3 separate regions of the Oryctolagus cuniculus genome follow, and regions 1 and 3 are each linked to region 2. Evidence: chromatin contacts called from public Hi-C data. All regions are on one chromosome and are shown on one strand. Each heading gives the region's core, a stretch centred on a gene start, on an enhancer-like site or on the middle of the called end of the contact. The rest is flanking DNA. Distances are from core to core; before and after follow the strand shown.

Evidence for each region. Hi-C and Micro-C count contacts between places; a contact is called where the count stands out from the background.
Region 1: a Hi-C map of skin fibroblasts shows a contact between it and region 2, with 4 times the contacts expected there. The contact joins the enhancer-like site here to the promoter of BCL6 in region 2. A contact is called at or near these places in 2 of 6 Hi-C or Micro-C datasets (skin fibroblasts and an unstated tissue).
Region 3: a Hi-C map of liver shows a contact between it and region 2, with 9 times the contacts expected there. The contact joins the enhancer-like site here to the promoter of BCL6 in region 2. A contact is called at or near these places in 2 of 6 Hi-C or Micro-C datasets (liver and psoas muscle).

Annotation. Positions count from the first base shown.
Region 1 is chr4:91,643,995-91,648,052 of mOryCun1.1, forward strand. No RefSeq gene overlaps it. Among named protein-coding and RNA genes, the nearest start is that of LPP, 140 kb to the left of the region's middle. Within about 2 kb of position 2,652, at least 1 of the 8 cell types and tissues checked has an H3K27ac peak or open chromatin away from gene starts, as enhancers often do.
Region 2 is chr4:91,879,773-91,883,875 of mOryCun1.1, forward strand. It overlaps BCL6 (BCL6 transcription repressor), which reads left to right and starts at 2,534. Exons shown (of 10, transcript XM_008266642.4): 1 at 2,534-2,718. It overlaps LOC138849491 (a long non-coding RNA gene), which reads right to left and starts at 1,220. Exons shown (of 4, transcript XR_011388364.1): 1 at 1-1,220.
Region 3 is chr4:91,674,190-91,678,598 of mOryCun1.1, forward strand. It overlaps LOC138849493 (a long non-coding RNA gene), which reads right to left. Exons shown (of 2, transcript XR_011388368.1): 2 at 3,320-4,409. Among named protein-coding and RNA genes, the nearest start is that of LPP, 170 kb to the left of the region's middle. Within about 2 kb of position 2,527, at least 3 of the 8 cell types and tissues checked have an H3K27ac peak or open chromatin away from gene starts, as enhancers often do.

The DNA of each region.
Region 1 (4,058 bases), core at 1,402-3,901, 240 kb before region 2:
GGACTTCCAGCCTGCACAGGGACTGCAGCAACGTTGTTGTTGATGGAGACCCACTCTTCTCACGTGCTTGTCATCCCGGGAGGCGGCTCTTGGGCAGACCACCACCTGCTACTGGCGACTCCCAGTTTCAGCTCCCCAGTATCCTACAACCACAAGGTAGAGAAAGGTTTGTCAGCTCTAGCACAGTGGAGCAAACGGTTGTTCTTAGGAGAAACCTCCCTTTGCTCTTTCTCAGACATGAAGACCCAGCCCAGGCCTCTGGATGAAGGCTGAGAGCCTGCGATGTTGTTCTAGTGTGTAGACTTAGAGATTGCCAACAGCAAGTCAGGAGCCATGTGCTCGAGCCACCCAGATGCCAGGAAGACAGAGAAGTTCAAGCGTACCAAAGGATAGATTAAGCGTCGATTTTGAAAAGTAGAGCTAGGACACCAGCCACTACTGGATTGCAAGTATTGTGCCAGCAGCTAAGCATATATTTCATCTAATGCTTCCAACAACCCTACATGGTGGCTATTATTCTTATTTTAGGGTTCAGGAAATTGTGGTACTAGCTCTGATCCTGTTTGTCATGGCTCTTGGCCCTTGCTAAATTAATACAATGTAGTCTGAAGAATGCTAGTGTTTGCAAAATATCGAAATTGGAAGAGACAGCAGAGCCATGTCCACTTTTTGAGGATAATAGAGAAAAGCAATCCAAAGCTAGAAATGCATCAAGGACATGGAACAGAGCTGATGCATCTACCTGGGCCTCCAGGCTTGCCGAGTGTGGACCAGTCTTTTTTTTTTTTTTTTTTTTTTTGACAGGCAGAGTGGACAATGAGAGAGAGAGACAGAGAGAAAGGTCTTCCTTTGCCGTTGGTTCACCCTCCAATGGCCGCAGCGGCCAGCGCGCTGTGGCCAGCTCACCACGCTGATCCGAAGCCAGGAGCCAGGTGCTTTTCCTGGTCTCCTATGCGGGTACAGGGCCCAGGGACTTGGGCCATCTTCCACTGCACTCTCACGCCATAGCAGAGAGCTGGCATGGAAGAGGGGCAACCGGGACAGATTCCGGCACCCCGACCGGGACTAGAACCCTGTGTGCCGGCGCCGCAGGCGGAGGATTAGCCTAGTGAGCCGCGGTGCTTGCCGGACCAGTCTTGTCTTCTCTGTGTGACAGTAGGAGAACATGAGATGAAATTGCCATCTGGGATGGATGAAACCAATGTCAAGGCTGCTGTGGCTCTGTCTCTAAGCAATGATCATGACAAACAGAGCAATTTCCAAAGGTCTTCTCCCGCGATCTGCTCAACATCCCTTAGAAAAAAAGAAGGGAAAGCTTTGAAGTTCTGGAAGACCAAGGAACTTGGCAATGGGAAAGATGTACTCCTACATCAAATTCTGTGAATGCCTCCGCAGAAGGGCCCAAGAGGAGAGTACACATGTTGGGTATTTTCTGATTTTCATCATCGTGTGACCCTAGGTGTCAGATACTGCTAAATCTTCCCTTCAAAATAGTGATGAGATTGCTTCTCACACCTTGGTTTTCTCCAAATTATTTGTGGTTCCAGAGAATCTCTCCTCTAGACTGGGGTGGTCTTATCTCGCGAAGTCTGTGCGGAGTGTATAGTCTACGTTCATAGCCATAACATGCACGTCAGTCTCTTTGAGCCACACTCAGGGCCGCCTTGCCTCCAGCACGGCAGATATCAGAAACAGCTCTCTGGTCTGTGCTCTGGCTGCCGCTCCCTGTGCAGGAGGACTGAAAAGCAGTAGGGCTGAAAGCGATACTGGAGACCGCTTCAAACTCCTACTTTCTGAGTCAAATTTTACTTGTTTTTCATCTGACCAGTGGCCCTGAGAAATTCTCAGAGTGGAACTGTTAGTGCAGTGAGAGCCAAGGTCATTTGCAAGGGCATAGAATAAGTAGTTTCGATGCTTATATCTATTTTTCACCATAGATGTTTCCCTCTGAACCAGTTTTATTTATATATCATGTAGATAAAAATGATCAGTCTATTAATGGGTCATGTTTCTAAATCGAATGAAGTATAAAATCCTTACATATTCAAGGGTCTCTCCAAGTTGGTCTTAGTCATACTCCCTACTTTTCAACCACTGGGTGGCTCGCTGGTCCCTGAATATATCATTTTATTCTCACTTGAAAGAAAATCAATGGCTTCAATTTGATATCTGTGCTTTAAACTCTTACCAAAAATTATTTAAAGTTAGGCATTTCCCAAATGCTTTGTGTTAAACCAAAAACACGCATCATCCCACTTGATTTCAAAAGGGGCTAGGAGGTAGATGGAGAAAGGACCTTTATGCTCATTTTACAGCTGAGGGAACTGAAGTATGGACAGGTGTGACGGTCAGCTCAAGATCATACAAGGCACCAGAGACAGCGATAACAGGCCGCTGAGTTCTAATCCAGAATGCCTTCCTCTGTGCTGTATGGGACGAGCTGGCAACGCTCCCAGATTTCAGGTGTACATTTGGCCACTGATATTTCCTCTCAAAACAGGAAAAACCTCTGGCTGTCTTCTGCTACACCACCTGGGTGACCACACACCCACGTGTTCCCAGGCTTCCCTGCCTTGATTCAGGCTACTCCCTCTCCAGGGAGGGTCCTCCCTTCCCACTCTCCAAACTGCCCACTCCTCCTGATTCAGTTTCAGACAAACTCATGGAGTCACAGAAGACAGAGAACTTGAGGACCCACCACAGGGGAAGCGTGCGGAGATCTGGGATCAGGTCTTTGTGTCTTTTTATTGCTTAACACAGTACCTGGTACATAGTACATATTCAGGAGGTATTTGACTAAAAGTTGCCCAGGGCCTGAATATAATAAAATGGAAAGTAGGATCTCAGTCTTCAGATTTTAGAATAGATTTCTTGAGGCTATGGATAACTTTCTACAGCACTGTGAATCATGAGATGGTTACGAACATTTTGCAGGCCAAGAGACTGTTGCAACCTCTTTTAAGATGGGTCTACCAGCATTTCCTGTTCTCACTTAGCTCCTTTAACTAATTCCTGAATGCTGGCGTGCCTTAGCCCGGATTTTTCCTTTAACTAAGTGTCAAAAATGACTTTAGATGGAGAAAATGAATTGAGCAGGGCAAAAAAAGAAAAATCCATGAGTCCTGGAATAACCTCCAGTTGGTAATGATTTATCCTGTTCCATTGTTAATTTTGCAATTAAGCAAGAGCACTTTATATGCCTGAATGACCCATGAATTGTATCTTAATCAAACTAATGTGTCTGCAACATAGAACTGATTCAGTGTTCAACTATTAGGATGACAAATGATGCAAAGCCTGAGTTTTCTCTCCTTCCTCTCTCTTCTCCCTACAAAACCTTCTACAATGAAAGGCCAACTGACTGACAGCTTGTTGTTTTGATGAATAACATGAGTTCCTATTGGCTAAACATTTGAGAAGGCTGGGTATATACCCTCACCCTACTTCAAACCAACTGTGTATGTGCGTAACCGTGTGTAAGTTTGGGTGAAAAAAATGTGGTTAATTCAAGTTGTGCACTTCCTGCCACTGACATTTGTTGCTGCTGCTGTGTAATGGAGTTGAGGCTGGGTGGGCGAGTCAGATGCAGTGACCTATATCTCTGTATTATGACTACCCCCTCAACCGCCGTTCTTGGGCAACCTGGGAGGTAGAAGATGGCCAGGAACACCCCAGGAAGAGACTGCATTGCTCTGAAGGAGTCCCCAGGACTTCAGGGCATCTTAGCCTGATGAGACATAGGAAAAAGTCTGATTCTGCTTAATAAAAATGACATGTATTTTTTTAGATTATAATCTTAAGTAATGATTTTTTAAAAACAGGCCTTTGTGGTTTGAGCCAAGATAACTAGGATTTAAGCTTCCCTTAAAAGATAACTAGGGTTTTAGGACTCTATTGCTGTGCAGAGGGACTTCAGAAATAGTTTCCCAGAAGGGGCCATTAAAGAAGAATGTACTTTTCTCTGAAGGGAGGAGAGAACTTCCACTTTGCATATGGCCCTGTCTAAAAACCAACGGAGTTTGTGGACTCAAAAGGCTTCCATAGCCTTGGCAGCTCCT
Region 2 (4,103 bases), core at 1,284-3,783:
AGCGCCCCCATGGGGCTAACCGTGGAGCGGCACAGAGAACAGGAGCCACAAGCTGTATGGACCTAAGGTTGGGGATGGGGGGGTCAGGGGATGAGGCAGATGGCAGCTTTGACAAGAAAGGGACCAAAAATCATGAAAGTAATTCTATTATAGGATCAATAATAGGGCAGAGTCATACAATTCACACTCTGAACCATATAAATACATCTGCGAAATCCTAAAATACTTAACTGCTCATAAAAGATAGGGGGGAAAGTCACATGGATAAATACACAAAGAAAACCATTCCTGCAAAATCGAGGTGTTTATTCTGAATCCAGTGGGATTCATTTAAAGTTCTTGAAAATGAGGGGGAAGGAGACCCAAACCAAAATGCAGAATTCTGGCAGAATGAACCTGCACTTGACCATATCGTGTCTCTGGGGATAAAATGTTCATTTCAACAATAGTGCTAGGATTAGGCCTCAATATCTTCGTCAAAAATCCTTTGTCCAAGAAGCTTTGGCTGCAAGGGCTGCAGAACTCCGGCTGTCAATAAAGTAAAATATCCCGATTTTACAGGCATATTGCCTGAGTACCAGCCCTTGTGCAAGCTAATCAACCCCCTTGGACCTCTGGGGTTCTGAAACTTGCCACCCAGTCTGAGATGGGCTGGGTGTGAGGACAAGGGCACTGTCTGCGACAGCCGAAACTTCTCATGGGACCGCCAGTGCAGAGCTCCAGGACAATCCCAGCAGCTTTTCACAGAGCGCTGCTCATCTTCCCATCAGAAACCCCAGTTTGGGGTGGGGAGAAGCAGATTATCTGGGGAGATATCTTTATTAGGAACTCACATGTGGAGAAATGTGGTGGTACCTTTAAGAACTCGTCTGTAATTTAATGAGTGGCTGGAAGCGCTGGTGGGGCCAAGGCTCAGAATGGCTTGACCTTTGGAAGCGGCTTCTGGTCCAAACATTTTGGGTTAATTCTTGAGGAATCTGAAATATTATTTTCCCCTCACACCCTTCTTTTAAGCGAGAGACATAAAAGCAACAAGAGTCTCCCTCATTCAGGGATGAGTAGGAGGGGAAAAAACCCCAACCAACATTTAAATAGGGAAACTGGCAGCTCTGAACAAACAAACCGAGGCCCACAGTGAAGTGATTCCGCATACTGCATTTGCCTTTAAAAAGAAAGGGAGAGAAAAGAGAAAGAACGGTCCCCCCCCCCTCCCCTGCGCTGGAGAGCCTAGGACCTGCCTGCGCGCGGTGCCCTGGAGTTGCGGCACAGGCTGTTCTAAACGCACGCAGGCTCGCTGACACGGGCCCGGCCGGCCTTTGCAATTCCCTCCGGCTGAGCTCTGAGACACAGACTCCAGAGATCCTTTTTTTTTTTTTTTTTTTTTTTTTTCCACCGCGACCTTGAAACAAGCCCGGAAAAGGAAAATCAAAACTTTGAGAAGCAGCAAAACACCAACATGTATTCGGCTCACAGCATTCCTGTAGAACACACGCGCACACATACCCATAGACACACGTTTCTTGCCACAAGACATTTCCTAAGAGTCGACAATAACAGAAAGAGCAAACCCACCACTTGCAGTCCTGGAAAGAAACGAACCAAAACAAATGCTTTCAACATCTCAAGTGCAAAGGAGCCTTCCCCTTCAGAAAAAGTCCAAGGGGAAAAGAAAATTGCACCAAAGGGGAGGAAAAAAGTGGGGGTTGGGATTGTCACAGATGAGCAAAAATGTAAGCTTCTTTCAACAGTCTGAGTACTGAAATAATGCATCTTCTCTAAACCGCTTCAGCGATCAGACAGGGAAAGAAAAAACATACGAGACAAAATCCAACCGATGACGGATCCTAGGATTTACGTAACAGCACAAACTTGCAAAAGGCAAAAATCAGAAGCAACATTCGAAAAGCATTAAAATACAACAACCAAAAATCCCAAGCCACCACACCAAAGAAGAAGGAGGAGGAGGAGGAGGGGGAAAAAAAAAAAACACAAGCAAACAAAACCAAAAAGACCCTGTCCCAAATAAAAACAAAGCAAAGGAACCCACCGAAAATCGCTTGGCAAATATTTTTTCTCGTGGTGCCTAATATTCTAGCTGGAAAGAGCTGTGTTTATTGTTTGCTTTTTTTTCCCCCTCTTACTCGCTCCTCTAAACCTACTATCTCTCTATTTTCCAGTGGTTCAAATCTCTCGCTCCCTTTTGGGTATTTAGCTCGAGGAGCTGAGTTTATGGGTGAGAGAGGAGGAAACAGCCCTAGACCCCGGGAAAGCAAAGCGCACTCCCCCTCTTATGTCACCGAATAGCAAATTAGTTCTCAGAATTCCAGAGGCCGAGCTTTGCTACAGCGAAGACGCCGACGTCACAGAGGAGGCGCCCACGTGATGGTGGCGGAGCAGGCCGTACCATCGTCCGCGGGCCGGGGAGGGAGGGCCGCCTTCTGGCCCCTCGGACCCCGAGCTGGAACCCCCAAATCCGAGTCGTCTGTCTTGCGAGGACTTTGAAATACGCCAGCTCGTGGAAAGAAAGTGCGGCTTTGGGGGTATTTCATGGGGCGGAGGAGGCAAAACTCCCGGAGAGCTGACACCGAGTCCTCCCCTGCCACGCGGCAGTGGTAAAGTCCGCAGCTCAAATTCCGAGAATTGAGCTCTGTTGATTCTTAGAACTGGGGTTCTTAGAAGTGGTGATGCAAGAAGTTTCTAGGAAAGGCCGGACACCAGGTGATTATTGCTGTTGCTGCCGCCGCTGCTGCTGCTGCCGCCGCCGCCGCTGGTGCCGCTGGTGCCGCTGCCGCCGCCGCTGCTCATAATCATTATTTTACCTTTTAATTCTTTTTTTTCCGCTCTTGCCAAATGCTTTGGCTCCAAGTTTCCTATGTGTATCTATTGATATGAATGTATATATTTATTTATTCTAGCTGTCAGGTGTTAAAATAAATGCCGAAGATTAGTCCCACGTCTCTCCCACTCGAGGATCTAGATTTTTATGTATTTATTATTGTTGTTGTTGTTGTCTTTGAGGGAACCGGCCGGTTTCGGGAGGCTTTGGCCACCCTCCCTTGTGTTGTTTTGGTTTTTTGAAGAGGAGGTGGAGGAGAGGAAGGAGGGGAGCTAGGGGGCGGCCGGAGCGGAGAGGAGCAGACCGTGTTCGGGGGGTGGCTCGGGCCAGTCTGGGGCTGTGTGGCCGCAGACGGCGCAGAGGACGCGCGCTCGCGCCCTCGGCTTCTGCTGCTGCTGCTGCTGCTACTTGCGTACGGCTTGTGATCGTGCTGGATTCGTGCGGCTGTGTCTGTCCGCGCCCTCTCGCTTGCAAACCGCCTGCCTCGCTGCTCGCTGCTCGCTCCTCGCTCCGGCCTCGCCTTCCCTCCCTCCCTCCGCCTCTCCCTCGCCTCCCCTGCCTTCCCCTCGGCCCGTGCTCCCGGGGAACTCCGGGAGGCGAGGAGGGAGGCTGCCCGCTCGCTCGCTCGCTCGCTCGCCCCGCTGGCTCCCTTCCACCGGCCTCGGTCCCTCAGATTCCCCGCCTCCGAGCCGAGCCGAGATTTGGGAGGAAAAAACGCGAGCGAACTCCTCGGGTGTTTGGTGTTGGCTGCTGCTGCCGCTGCCGCTGCTTTTTTTTTTTTTTCTTTTGGTCATAAACCCAGATGAAGTATCGTGCCTGCGATTTCCTTTCAGAGCCGTGGTCTTCCTAGCGAGGGACGAGTGCTTTGGTGGTCCCCGTCCTCTGGTGTTTTGGGGAGGTTTAGCTTGCAAGGGGGCGGGGGTGTTGAATACTTTTGGAAATTATTCTTTCTTGGTTGTAGTCGAGGGAGTCGGGCAGCCCCGCGCGCTCCCTTTGCTCATCCCGAGGAGATGGGCTGATGGTGGGACAGGGATTTGGGGGAGCCGGGGATGGGAAAGGGGTGTGCGTTTGCACCTGCGGTGCCTCTCCGCGTGCGGGGACTCGGGGCACCTTGACAGGACAGCCCAGGCGAGCGAGGAGGAGGTGGCGGGATTTCTGGTGGCCACGGTGTTTGTATTTTGGGCGCTGCGTGACTCTGTGTTGGCTCCCGATGGCTGTTCCCTCCTTTTCCTAAATTCTATTTTACTTTATTTTTTTTTTCCCGTGG
Region 3 (4,409 bases), core at 1,277-3,776, 210 kb before region 2:
CACTGCTTACAGTTAAGAGTGATCGGCGCCAATGAACTTGAAACTTCCTTGTCATCTGCATGGGACCATTGTTGGTGCTGATGTTGCCCTAATCACTAGCCATACTCCAGTGTTATTCCTTGAGTGGGAGTCTCTTTCCACTTGAACTTGCAAAATCAGACGGATGGGTTTCTACTAATAGTCCTTTGCATGTGTATGGTTTGAAAAATGCTTTCAGTTCCCTCATCAAGTCTGAGCCTCATGTGATCTTTGATGTAGATGATGCCTCCTCTTGCTAGAAAAGAAGCGCCTGAGATCTGACAGGTGATGTGGCTGCTCCCAGGGATGTAGGTCTAGCAAGTAGAACTGGGCTTTCAGCCTCCTTGTTATGTGTTCCCTCCCCCTGTAGCAGCTGCCTCCATCACCTAGCACATGTGCAATGTCTGGAGACTAAGCTGCTTTCTGGACTGCAAAGAAGGGATGCCTAGCTGCCATCTGAAGTGTAGCATAGGTCTCAGCCCTTGCCAGAAATTGACAGACAGGCTAGCTTGGGAGCACCTCCACCTAGCCACCAGCTCTACTTGACTCATCCAGTGCAAGCGGAGGTGTCTGCTTTCACTTCCCATTTGTCCTTGGTCCTCACTTTGCTTCCTTTGCAAAACTTTATGGGGGCCTTGCTTCTTCAGGGCCCACTGTAGGTCCTGCCCTAGGCAGGAATTTGGAGCCTGAATGACCCAGCATTATTGCCCAGCTTGCCACCCTGCACAACCCCCAAGCTCTCTGCTGCCCAGTGACGGAATTATTGATTGCTGAGCATTTCACAACACATTTTCAAAACACGCCAAAGGTCAAAAATGAGTGACTCATGGCCAGTCACTTATCTCTCTTTCCCAGTCCCTCTATATTGCATTGGCGAGGTTGGCTAATGGAAGTCCCTAAAGATAGGCAGAAGATCAGTCTGTCCAAGCCTGGCCAGCAGGATTATTCAGTGGCTTGAAAAAATAACTTCTGATCTTCTGGTCAGTGATTGATCTCCTGCCCCACTTTGAGTTGTAACACCAAGTCTCTCAAAGAGGTAAAGATGGGAAGTAAGGGATTTCTGTGCTGATTTTGCCACCAACTCATCCCAGGCTATCCGAGAGTACCAGAGAGGTACTGAGGCTGGTGATGCCAGGGCCACTCTGAGGTCTGTGACTCTGCACTAGTCCCTTAGATAGCGAAGAGGCAACCCCCAATTGAGCTTTGTAAATAACTTCTCACTTCTCTGCCTGAGGACGAGAGCTTCCTATGGAAGCGCTTTGGTGCAGAGAGGGCTCCAGGTCAGACAAGGGATCTGGGCTATCACTCAACTGTGCTGACTGTGGCTTGACCATTCTGACAAGTTGCTGGGCCTGTTGGTACCCCCAGTTTCTTCACCCATCTAGTGGGCACAATGACAACACCTTCTTCCAGAAAATTGTTTTTAGATGAAATGATATAATGCACATGAGTTTTCATTTGGTCTAAACTTTAGAGTGCAGAGAGACCTGCAGTATGGTTCCACCTGTGCTGGTCAAAAGTTGGGAGAAAATAGCATCAAGTTGGTAATTTTTAAAAGCAATTTATTTTATTTATTTGAAAAGCAGAGAGATATGGAGAGAGAGAGCGATAGAGAGAGAAATCTTACATCCACTGGTTTACTTCCCAAATGGCCTCAACAGGTAGGGCTGGGCCAGGGCAAAACCAGGAGTTAGGAGATTCTTCCAGGTCTCCTACATGGGAGCAGGGGCCCCAAACACTTGGGCCATCTCCATTGCTTTCCCAGGTGCATTATCAGGGAGCTGGACTGGAAGTGGAGCATCCGGGACTGCAACTGGTGCCCTTATGAGATGCCAGCTTTGCAAGCAGTGGCTTGACGTGTTATACCACAACAGCGGCCCCAAGCTGATGATTTTAAAGTCTTGATATGCAAATTCTTCTACCTTTTTTCCCCCTTAAAAGTAGTCTAATTTGTTGAATCAAAATTTCTGAGTGCCTTAATTAGAACAGTGCTGGGACTGGAAGTTTCTTAGTAGTTCTTGAGCTTTTTACTTTAAGTACCTTGGAGCCCCTTTTATCTTACGATGCTAATCAGAGAAAGATGAAGTGTGATGAAGTCAAAGTGATTATTGGTCCCTGGCCCTCATTACCCACCAGCGTGGCCGTCCCCATATGCCCGCCTCCATACCTGTGTGTTCACCCTCGTCAAGCTGGTACGGGCCGTGCTGCCACCTGCACTCCCGACTGCGAGATGCGCCAGCGAAAAAGGAAGCCCGTTCAGTTATGTAAAACACATTCTGGGTGAGGAAAGACTGGCATGTGTTTCTGCTCGGCTGCAACTGCTCCCCCACCACACACACACACACACCAGTCTGTCCTCTCATCAGGACTTGTCAGCATTTAGAGACCTTGGCAATCGCAGCCCCCACCTCTTCCTTTTACAAAGGAGCAAGCTCCAGCTCCGAGCAGAGGAGTGACTGTCCCTGGGCCACACAGCCTGCTTGTGGCAGAGTTAGGATGCAGGCATCAGCCTACTGACTTCTCCCTTGGCAGCAGACGTCAGGAGAACACAGAGAACCTAAAAGAAGAAAGGGGGAAAAATAGATCTTTGTGGAATATCTTGAGCTTTGGATTTTCAAGGACAGTTTTATATTTGATGATAAGTAGCAATGATGCCTCAAAAGCTATGGTAGCTAGCTTGAATGAACTTATGTAATAAACATTTATCACAGAACATGTGTCATCCAACACCTGCCAGATCTGAGCGTTGGCACAAAAACTGCTTTCATTGTCAAAGAAAAGAGGGGGGAAAGGAACTTGGCTGAACAGAGCTGGCAGACGCTTTTACTAGAAAATTCAGAGGTAATTTCTAGAGGAACAGAAACACATTTTCAAAGTCTCTGAACATTTATTTCAATGTGATTGGATGAATTTAGTAAAGAAGTGAAGAACATGGAAGACCATTTGATGCCTAAGGCCATTTCCACATTCCTATCTTTTCTGTCCCTGTGGTCCCAGATTCCAAGAAGCATCTAGATGGGCAGGCCCAAGGGTGTGTCTGAGGTTACTGATCTCCTTCTAGGCTCCCATACAAGCACATCACAAAGCACTCGTGGTTCTCACTGGAATCTTTCCTCATTAGGAGAACATGGCCAGAATCCAAGACAAGGACCATTATGTCAGTCAAACCAAGCCTATCCATACAGAGAGGATTCTTTGGCCTGTATTGGAAGTCAATCCTACTTCAGCACATTGGTGCAGTTGCCAAATATGTGGTCACTTCCCTTTGGCTACCCACAAATTTTTAACTGCAAGATCTGTTCTTTTTGTTTTTAAAGATTTATTTATTTTAAAGTCAGAGTTACAGAGAGAGATGGAGAGAAGAAAGATCTTCCATCTGCTGGTTTATTACCCAGATGGCTGCAATGTCCAGGGCTGCGCCGATCCGAAGCCAGGAGCCAGGAGCTTCTTCCAGGTCTTCCATGTGGGTGGCAGGAGTCCAAGCACTTGGGCCATCCTGTGATACTTTCCCAGGCCATTAGCAGGGAGTTGAATAAGAAGAGGAGCAGCCAGGACACAAACCAGCACTTATATGGGGTGCTGGTATCACAGGCAGTAGCTTTATCTGCTATGCCATAACAGCAGCCCATCAAGATCTGTTCCTTTATTTTACTCATTTAATAGTTTGGACAGCCCTGGACTAGAAAACCTATCATACTGCAGGTGTAACAACCTCTGAACCTCCATTTCCTCACCCACTCGATGCCATTCAATATCTACCTTGCAGTCCTTGCCAGGTTGTTGGGCACATTGAACGCATGACACGTGACAGTGCTTTGTGGGATCTGAAACCCGCCATGAGTATGAGGGATTGTTGCTGTCTTCTGTAGCCCAAACTGTGCTAAATACTTGGGAGTTTCAAAAGAAATGCAAGATCGTCCCTACCCTCCAGGAACTTACAACTTAGTATTGGGAAACTAAGACACACCCAACAGAAAGACATACAGCTTCTCACAGCAGTGAAATATATACTACTTAAATGATAACTAAAGACCCTGAGGCCTCTAGGGGTGCAGAGAAGAAAGGATTAACAGAGCAGATGTTGGGAACACACCCTAGAGCACGTGAGGTTCAAGGCAGGGGTTGATATAGACAAAAAAATAAATGAAGAAGGTCTTTACCGATGCAGAGTGAGTCAGTTGGTGGAGGGTTTCTCAGCAGGCTTCAGAGTCCTGTTCATTGGGAATGAGAACGCCCAGTCAGTCTGGAGCTACAGATTTCAGAAACTTAAGGAGAGTTGTAGGCAGGGGGGTCATTTGCAGACCAGGGATAGGTGATGATGAAAGAATGGTGTGGAAAGACTGGTGGGGAGAGCCTGCACTTACAAAGGTATATGAGAGGGAGGAGGGCGC